Linked DNA regions of Gossypium arboreum: region 1 is linked to region 2. Evidence: chromatin contacts called from public Hi-C data. All regions are on one chromosome and are shown on one strand. Each heading gives the region's core, a stretch centred on a gene start, on an enhancer-like site or on the middle of the called end of the contact. The rest is flanking DNA. Distances are from core to core; before and after follow the strand shown.

The links. Hi-C and Micro-C count contacts between places; a contact is called where the count stands out from the background.
Region 1: a contact with region 2 is called in a Hi-C map of leaf, with 1.7 times the contacts expected there. The contact joins the promoter of LOC108489186 here to the promoter of LOC108487026 in region 2. A contact is called at or near these places in 2 of 5 Hi-C or Micro-C datasets (both in leaf).

Annotation. Positions count from the first base shown.
Region 1 is chr10:45,720,963-45,726,034 of ASM2569848v2, forward strand. It overlaps LOC108489186 (adenosylhomocysteinase), which reads left to right and starts at 3,588. Exons shown (of 2, transcript XM_017793526.2): 1 at 3,588-4,532; 2 at 4,816-5,072. The coding sequence starts at 3,822.
Region 2 is chr10:45,441,229-45,446,320 of ASM2569848v2, forward strand. It overlaps LOC108487026 (UDP-glucuronate 4-epimerase 6-like), which reads right to left and starts at 2,972. Exons shown (of 1, transcript XM_017791230.2): 1 at 987-2,972. The coding sequence starts at 2,666. The coding sequence ends at 1,302.

The DNA of each region.
Region 1 (5,072 bases), core at 2,338-4,837, 280 kb after region 2:
TCCTCATTCATGTTCGTTGAAACACACCTTTCGACATTAGCATAAATATGTGAAGTATCTCTTTGATTAGATGCAGTAAAAAATTCCCTAAAGAATATAGTTACCATTTTCTGAATTTCCTCCTTAGAAGTTACCTAACATCCCTGTTCATTCTCAATACCAAATACTGTATTCTTCATTTTTCAATTTGAAGCATAATTATGAAAGAATGTGGTGTTTTTGTCCTATGTGTAAGCCAATTTACCCTTGCCCTTTGCTTCCAGTAAATTTCTTCCTTATCTAATTCTAGTTTGAGATCTAACTAGACTTGCAACATTTCAACAAGAGCATCATCATTCTGCTTATTCTCATACAACTCAATAAGTCTCACCTCCAACTTACCCTTTCGCCTATTTTTGACACTCTTGATTGATTTGTACCACCTACGTAGATTCTTTCCCAACTTCCCCAGTTTAATTGGCACTACATCTATCGAAGAAGCCCTAAACTGTCTAATTTCCCCTTCACAAGTTTCTTCTAAGCACCAACTAGCATCAAACTTGAACTGAGTGCAACTCATATTACTTGATGGCCTCTGTGTTGCTACTATATCCATAATACCAGGCAATGATCGAAAAAAGAATGCGTCTAATACGTTATAACATAATGTAGAAACATGTCCCACCAAGTCGTGGTAGCTACACTCCTGTCGAGCCTCTCCCTAATATTATTACTCGATAGTCGACCTTTTTCCCAAGTATACCAACGACCAGAAAAACACAAATCGCTTAAATCACAATCTTGTAGAGCAGATCTAAAAGCTCTCATATTACGTTCTGATCTAAGACGGCCCCCATTTTCTTAAAAGAGTATGCAATCTTGTTGAAATCACTGATAACCAACCATGAAAGAGACTAATCCTACCCCAACTATTTCAACAAATTCTAAGAATCACTACGCATCATTTCCTCAAGGTGACCATAAAACCTTGTAAACCGCCAAATTGTCTAAGTAGTACCATCGTGTATATCCTCATCAATATGGAATTGTACGTAACTCCTTAAACTCACTATATATTCTTGCCTCCAACCCAGAGATAACCCTCATTTAGACCCAACAACACCAACATCAATCCTATTCAAAAAACCACATTTACTCTAAAATTTCTCCATTCTTCGTGCACTAACTTTTGTCTTTAGAAGAAAAAAATTTTGGGGGCGAATATCTCTTAGCTTGTTCCTAAGACGATTTACTGTTCGTGTCCTCCCCAAAATATAGACATTTCAACTTAGTATTTTCATTGCTTCCGGCTGCCCTAACATCACAAAGCCAGCCGGTCTCCCTTGACCTTCCTTCAAAAACCCCAAATCAACGTTAACAGAAACATTGGATGTCCCTCCTATTGTATGTTGCCTTTTCTTACCATAAATAACCATAACCAGATTATCTTTAGCGTCAGATTCCAACTCCATAGCCCTTGTATCACTATTCCTGTGGGTATTGTTATTAATTATGAAGGTTTGCAAATTGGATGGACCAAACCCTTCACCTTTTGAAAAGAATAATTGCTTGTATAGATCTTGTCCCGACCACTAATGACCCATTCCTTCCCCTTTTCGAAACTTTGGTCTACACATTTATATCTATCTCCATCAACCATTGGCCCACCACGTTCGATCCTCTTTTTGGTTAGGCTCTTAACAAGATATCTCAACCAAAAGTGATTCTTAACAAATCCATTGTCACCCTTAATGTATAGAAACTCTCATCATGCCTAAGCTTCCCGCAAATAAAGCAGAACAAACTAAGTTTCTCATACTGAAAACGTGCATACCCAACTCAATTTCCCCCCAAAGCAATCTTCTTCCTTCTCTTTAGTGGTAATCGAACATCCAATCTGACACGAATATGCATAAACCTTTTCATACTTGAAATAGCTAGCTTTGCATCATACTCCAGAAAACCCAAGGAAAGACCCAAACTGCCTCGCCATAGATTCTGACATAAGGCCTGGAGGTAAATCATGAATTTGAATCCAAATTTTGCAAAAATTAGCAGAACCATTAGTGGGTTCTCATCCCTCTAGATCTCGTGAAGGAGCAGAAGATAGTTATTAAAGAACCATGGTAATCTATCCAAAGCCCTATCCATGTCCACCTTATAGAAAAATTGAAATAAACATCTTTTGTTTCCAATATCCGTGATAGAGATGCCCCTTATAGGATGCCATACATCAGCCATAGTATTTCTCATTGAGGGAAAATACACTACAGTTGCAATCAAATAACTGCTGACCAAACACAGATTGTAATCCTCCACCAACGCCGATCCATCTTTCTGAACCTGGAAAGTATCCTCTTCTTTGTCTAACATACTTAAATTACTTAGTTCCTCTTCCATTAAATCCTACCAAAACAAAGAAACTTTGCTATGACAGCAGACTAAAATCATGCCAAAAAAAGGCAGACCACTACATGCTAGACGACAGACTAACTCCTAAGAAGGTGCAAACTCCAAGGCGGCGCAAAACACATTACAATCTTAAGGGGAGAATACATTTAGAATTTCGAAGACTACTTTGTTAAACGAGACAACTACGAATTCCAAACAAGAACTATAAAATAGATATAAAATGATAAATATATCGACAAAGCAAATGTTTCGTTCAAAGAATTTTACCTACTTTAAAAATATTCATATAAATAATATTTAAAAAAACTTTTAATTTTAGAAAAGGATAAAAATAAATTTAATATTTTATAACATAAAATTAAGATCATAAGCTTTAATTATAATATTAAAGATAGCACAAGAAAGTATATTTAACTTAATTTATAATTTGTAACATAAAATTAAGTTAGCTGTGCAAACATATTAAGTTACAAATAAAATTTTGTAAAAAGGCTATAAATAAAATTCGATTTAATTTTTAGATGAATTGATACAAGTTTGATGATTATTTTGCAAATAAAATTTTTATAATTTTATGAGAATCATTCTAATATTTTCACTTAATATTATTGTTTAATAACCCAAAGAAAAATAATAGAATCTTGATTAGAACTAAACATTGTGAGTTGCATTCTCACGCTTTCTAATATTTTATATGATTGTATTAAAAAGTAATTTTATGGATACAATATTAAATATAGAAGATAAATAACAGTGTTTGAATATGTTTGATCATCATTCAACAATTCAAGTGGGAAGATTAATATAAAGAAAATTGATTAGTTAAGATTTGTATGATTTAATTCAATAATTATTCCATTTCACCTAATTATTAAGATTTTTAAAGTTGTAAACCAAATTAGCTATTAAATTAAGGATTTATCCAAAAGTTGATTTTAATGCTGCTTCTTTATTTCTTCTCAATGGTTACAAATTATAATTCATTAAAATGAAAATTTCCAAAACAACCTTATTTGTTTTAAGATTATTTTGCTTTTAGGAAATATAAAATAAAATGATTGATTTAAATTTACCTGCAATTATATTAATAATATAACTTATTCAATGAAAAATAAAAAAATAGTTTTTAATTTAATATTTGATTCTTAAATACTAAAATAAATTATATAATTAAATTTAAATAAAATCTTAATTTTATTGTAATTTAGATTAAATTGTAATAATCGGATTATGGGAGAGTTTGAAGATGGAGATCTACCAACTCCGCCCCCACCCAATCTGCACCGTCGGATTTCACCATTCTAACCTATTTATAACATCCTTACATCGCCGTATATCCCTCGCCACTTCCCACTCTCTCATCGCTATCTTTTTGTTCCTTTTCCAAGGGAGAGTGTGATCTGTTCTTCTTCGCTTCATTTCTCTAACCCATGGCTCTTTCCGTCGAGAAAACCGCCGCCGGCCGCGAGTACAAGGTCAAGGACATGTCTCAGGCTGACTTCGGTCGTCTCGAGATCGAGTTGGCCGAGGTCGAAATGCCCGGTCTCATGGCTTGCCGAGCCGAGTTCGGCCCTGCCCAACCTTTCAAGGGAGCCAAAATCACCGGTTCTCTTCACATGACCATCCAGACCGCTGTCCTCATCGAAACCCTCACCGCCCTCGGAGCTGAAGTCCGTTGGTGCTCTTGCAATATCTTCTCTACCCAAGACCATGCCGCCGCCGCCATTGCCCGTGACTCGGCAGCCGTGTTCGCCTGGAAAGGTGAGACCCTCCAGGAATACTGGTGGTGTACCGAGAGAGCCCTTGACTGGGGTCCCACCGGTGGACCTGATCTGATCGTGGATGATGGTGGCGATGCTACTCTGTTGATCCATGAAGGAGTTAAAGCCGAGGAGGTTTATGAGAAAACCGGGCAGCTCCCAGATCCGTCTTCCACCGACAATGCCGAGTTTCAGATTGTTTTGACGATAATTAGAGATGGGTTGAAGGCAGATCCCAAGAAGTATACAAGGATGAAGGAGAGATTAGTTGGTGTTTCTGAGGAAACTACAACCGGTGTTAAGAGGCTTTATCAGATGCAGGCCAATGGAACCTTGTTGTTCCCTGCTATTAATGTCAATGACTCTGTCACCAAGAGCAAGGTACATTTTTCCCTACCTTTTTGCTGCTTTACCTTTTGAACTTCTTATATGAAGGATATTGTCTTTTTCCAAGCAGATCTGATAAAAAATGATTTAGAAATAACATAACAATATACATATTTTTTAAAATTTCTTCAGATCTGATATTTGCTTGCTCTGTTTTTACTGTTAGTGGAGTTTAGATTTTAATTGCAATGCTGATTGTCTTTTTGTTCATTAATTGAATTGTGGCTTTTACTGTATTTTGGTCTAATTGTTGTTATGATTTGATCTTTTTGAACAGTTCGATAACTTGTATGGATGCCGTCACTCTCTTCCCGATGGGTTGATGAGAGCTACCGATGTCATGATTGCTGGTAAGGTCGCTGTTGTCTGTGGTTATGGTGATGTCGGCAAGGGTTGTGCTGCTGCCTTGAAGCAAGCCGGTGCTCGCGTCATTGTCACCGAGATTGATCCCATCTGTGCCCTTCAGGCTCTCATGGAAGGACTTCAAGTTTTGACCCTTGAGGATGTTGTCTCCGAGGCTGATATCTTTGTCAC
Region 2 (5,092 bases), core at 1,722-4,221:
TTAGTTCTTGAAGAAGCACATATATTTCTTCATCCTTAGATTGAAAGAGATAAGGAAACGATGGCTTCATAAGTCTTTGATTCATCTGCAAAGCTATCTTTCTGAGAGAGCTTGGATATCTTGTGCTCGCAGGTTTTCTCAAAACACCAGATGCTCTAAAGTTTCTAGAGGATCAACATTAGTTTTTCTCTTTTACTCTAGTTTAGTATTAGTGATTTTATTTTAATGTCTGTTCATTATCTCACGATTTTATGTGTTGAATTGAGGAAAGCTTTTACTCTTCATTTTAGTTGCTTATACGTTTCAAAGGCTATTGTATTCCTTTTTCTTCTTTAATGAAAATCATTATTTTCCCAAAAAAGTAGAGTTAATTTTTTTTTTATACATTTAAACTAAAATCAGTCCATCAAATTATAAATTAAATCAAAGTTTGTATATTTGAAATCTATCCCTTTATTATAACCCTGAATCTAAGCATATTATCGGGCATAATTATGTTTATATGATGACTGATCATAAACATGTTATATCAGAAGATAATCATGCAAGAGAAATTAATCATTGACTAGGAAAAGGAAATTACATCTTACCAAATCAATTTTAGACTGGTACAAGTTCAAATTAAAATATAATAAGAAATATATATAAATATTTTGTTAAAGTTTTAAATAGTAAAAACTTTGGTGTAACTTGACCTAAATGGATCCTAAAAACTTGTAATTTCTCATCCTCCTCTTAGGATTCCTTAAAAAGCAAAACCAATACCGAAACCAAGGGGGAATCATGTATAGTAGAAAAATAAAGCAACACAAAGAAGAAAGATGAATAGTAATTATATAATGAAAAGAAGAAGAAATTTGTAATTGTTTTTGTCCAAGGAGGAGGTAAGTTGAATAACATATATATGGTTGCAAAAAAGAGATTATTTATGGAATGTTAGAGTCGACATTATACGATGCTCATACCTCATACTGTAAGCAATGAAATAAAAATCACAAATCATTTTTTCTTTTTCATATGAAAATCAGCTGTGAAGATCTGCATCCTTTCTAGCAGACCCTACAACCTTATTACGCTTACCTCATCTTCACAATTCTACACTTTTTTTCTTTTTAATTCTCTTTTCACATTTATCCTTTTCTATATCATCATCAAATATTAATCTATATCTATATGCTACAGTAACAACACCTCCAACACTTTGATCCTTTTTTTTACATCATAGGACCAAAAATACAAAATTCAAAAAAAAAAAAAAAAAAACCAACCAACCATGTGCTTGATGATGAAGCTCAATGTTCTTAGCCAGATTCACCGGTAGCTTGACTTTCCTTCCTTGTCTTTGATTGAATCCCATAATAACTGATGTACCATTTCACAAATTTCCTCAACCCAGTGGACAAATCCGTGGTGGGCTTGTACCCGAAGTCCTTGAAGGCTAACGTCACGTTGGCATGTGTGAAGGGCACGTCCCCATTTCTTGGCATCGTGATCACATGTTTCTTGGCCTTTGTGCTCAGCAACCCTTCCAGGATCGATACCAATCGCCCCACTGGGACCGGCGATGTGTTCCCCAAGTTGTAAACTCTCAACTGAGCCGCCCCTTTCTTCTTCCCGCCGCTTCCGGTGCTCTTCTCCGCCGTGTCCAACGCCCCTAAACACCCTTTCACCACGTCGTCTATGTAGGTGAAGTCACGCGCCACCTCTTTCTGATCATGCGTCTCGTATATGTCAATCGACTTCCCTTGTAGGATGTCTTTAGTGAAGAAGAAATAAGCCATGTCGGGTCTTCCCCAAGGACCGTAAACCGTGAAGAATCTTAGCCCCGTAAGGGAAAGACCGTAGATATGGTTGTAAGTGTGGGCGATTTCTTCGCCGGCTTTCTTTGTGGCGGCGTAAAGGCTAGCCGGTTGGTCTGTCCGGTCGCGTTCGGAGAATGGGTTTTCGGTGTTGAGGCCGTAAACGGAGCTCGATGATGCCCAAACAATGGATGGCTGAGGATTGGCTGCTTTGGCTACTTCGAGCAAGTTAACAAAGCCTGCAATGTTGGAGCTGATGTACGACTGTGGGTTTTGCATGGCGTAACGTACGCCGGCCTGAGCCGCTAAGTGAAGGACGTGAGTGAAGGGCACAACGTCGAATAGCTTGGTCAGCAATGGCCCGTCGTTCAAGTCACCTTCGACGATGAAAACTTGGTGCTTACTCAAAAGGTTTTGCCTGGCTCTTTTCAAAGACGGATCGTAGTAGTTATTGAAGTTGTCTAAACCAAGAACCCCATCGCCTCGTTTCTTCAAAGCGAGGGAACAGTGGGAACCGACGAACCCAGCGGCGCCAGTGACCAAAACGGAGAACCCATTGGTTCTACGTGGCGTGGAAGAGAGTCGCACTTGTTTCTCCCAGGCGGCACCGCCCCCGGCGGAGAAAAGGGAAGTGGAAAGTAAGCTGTGGTGGTGGAGACGGTGGTGAGGAGGAACATGGTGGGGAGTATCGGAAAGAGGAGGGTAATTGATGGTGAAAAAAAGGATCAGAATCAAAGCAATGAGAAGGGTTGCACGAAAGAGAAGTTTAGAGGAAGCCGAGATGAGTTTGGTGCTGTGAATTTTTCGGAGATAATTGTTGTATCTCTCTAATTTCAAGGTTTTGCTGGTGTCCGGTGGTGTAGGCATTTTCTTTTCAACTAATTTTGGGGGTTTGCTTTTTTGCTTTGTTTACTACTGAAAGTGTTATTGGGTGTGATTGCTTTCACCTTTTTCCTTTTCGGGAAGAGAGGAAAAAAAGGGCTCAATGTGTTGGAGAAGAGAGGTTGAGCCCTGAAGTTGAGAAGTGTGTAGATGGAAGATTATAAAGAGGGGAAGAGAATTGGAAGGAAAATAAATAAAATAAAGAGAAACGGAGGGGAAAGGTGGTGGCCATTGGTTGGACGCCACTTTTAGTTTTTATTTTTTATTTTTTTAAAAATAATTCAACTTCAGATATGCCACTTTTGAATTCAATTTCTAATATAAATTTTTTTTATTTTATCAAAATAAAAAAAAAAAATAATTTTGTACTACACATTTATATTTGTAGTCATTTGAAAAACTCATTTCCACTTGAATCTACATAGAAATTACTACTAAATCAATAATTGACACTAAGACTTATGCTACATACTCTTTTTAATTAAAAAAATAAATAAATTAAAAATGGAACAACAAGGGTGATATTTTATTGAAATAAAAGATAGATAAAACTGAAATTGAAAGTGTCCAATTTGGAAATAGAACACAAAACAAAGAGTTTTTTGGCCAGCATAACTTTAGCTTACTTCACAAAAATTGACAAATGGAAAGCGAGCAATAAATGGCCCACAATTTCAGTGATAATTACAATGTGAATCAAATCAATGCATAGGAGATAGGGATATTTTTGCCAGCTATCTTCTTTAAAGTTAAAGAAAAAAGAACACTCCCCTCATGTGCCTTCTAAAGGCATAGCAACTGGCTTTGTCATGAATAAAGACTAAAACAATCATCTAATTAATTTTATGATACTCCCTCAAAAATTCATATAAACTACTTTAGAAATGATTGTTACACACAGCTATGAATTCAATATATGAAGTACAATAGCATATTACATTAAAATGTTCTCTGCTAAACGCAAAATTCTACTACTCAATTTTATTTCTAAAATCTGTTTCCTAGATTATTTAATAAATATCAATATTAAATTATTATTTTTATTTCACATCTTTACCCTTGTTCTTTTTAAACATTTCATATTATTTTAAATAAAGTGTAAAATAAATTAAAATATTCTTGATTAAGTGATAAGTAGTTATGTTCTCTTGCCTTCACCGAAAAGTGATAGAGTTTAAGTAAAAATATAAGCTCAAAAATAGATTTGAGCTAAAAATAAGCTTTATTTAAAAAATGAGTCGAGCCTCGAGTAAGGTATTTTGTTCGACCCTAATTCACAAAAGGACAAAAAATATTTTTTATTATTGTTTTAATGCTATTTTCTTATTGTTTTCTCCCTATTTTATTACAATTTCAGTATTATATTGCTACTATTTAAGTATTAGTATTTTTAAAATTTCTTTTCATCTGTTGGGAAATATTTATATATATTTAAAAATTATATAAAAAATTTAATACAGGCGGGCCGGGCCGAGCCAGAGTTTTAGCATTTTTATCTGGGTCGGGATTAGGCAAAATGTTAGGCTTATTTTTTGGGCCAGGTTTGGGCCTAGCAAATGGGCCTAAAATTTTGGTTGGGCACGACTCGAACCCGACCCATGAACACCTCTAATGATAAGTAGTTACTTATCATTTCTTTTTGTCGAAAAATATTCTACCAGATGATTTTTATTATAAATTATCAAATGTGTGTAAAAAATTAAATAATTAAAAATTGTTATAAATACATTAAATGGATGTTTATAACCTTTAAGCATTTATGAAAGTAATGAGTTAAACCCCATATTCATTATTAAATATGCTTAATGTATGTGTTAATGAAGCTATTAAATAAGCTTCATTCTTTTATTTTGTAGTGAATGTCAATAGCTTATATATAACTCTTTTATAAATGTAAAAGGAGACAAGAAAATTCTCTATTTACTTTAAATGTTCTTTTATTTAATTATTTTATAACACATTATCGATCGAGCTTCTACGAGTTCATAGTGAAATTCACGTCATTTCGACTTTATATAATTTACCAGTATAATTCTGTTAAACTATATACGGTATAATATTTTCATAATTCTTTTATTTTATTTTCTAGATGAAATATTTACTTTGGGTAACATTTGCACATTTATTTTTACAACTCAAATCTAATAATGATAATTATATATACATGTTTTTTTATTAAAAGAAATTTTAGTTAATGTAATTTGTGTTAAGTTATTATTATGACTATTCCTCTCTATACCAATATCGACATACATATTACTATTTAGCAAATTTGGTATATAAAATTGAATTATTTTACGATTGAGAATGCTTATTATTTTACTAATATATTTTTTTATTTTGATTCAAGTGATTATAATGTCAAATCTTGCCAAACTTGAATTTGTGACCTTAGACATCTCAGGCAAGAA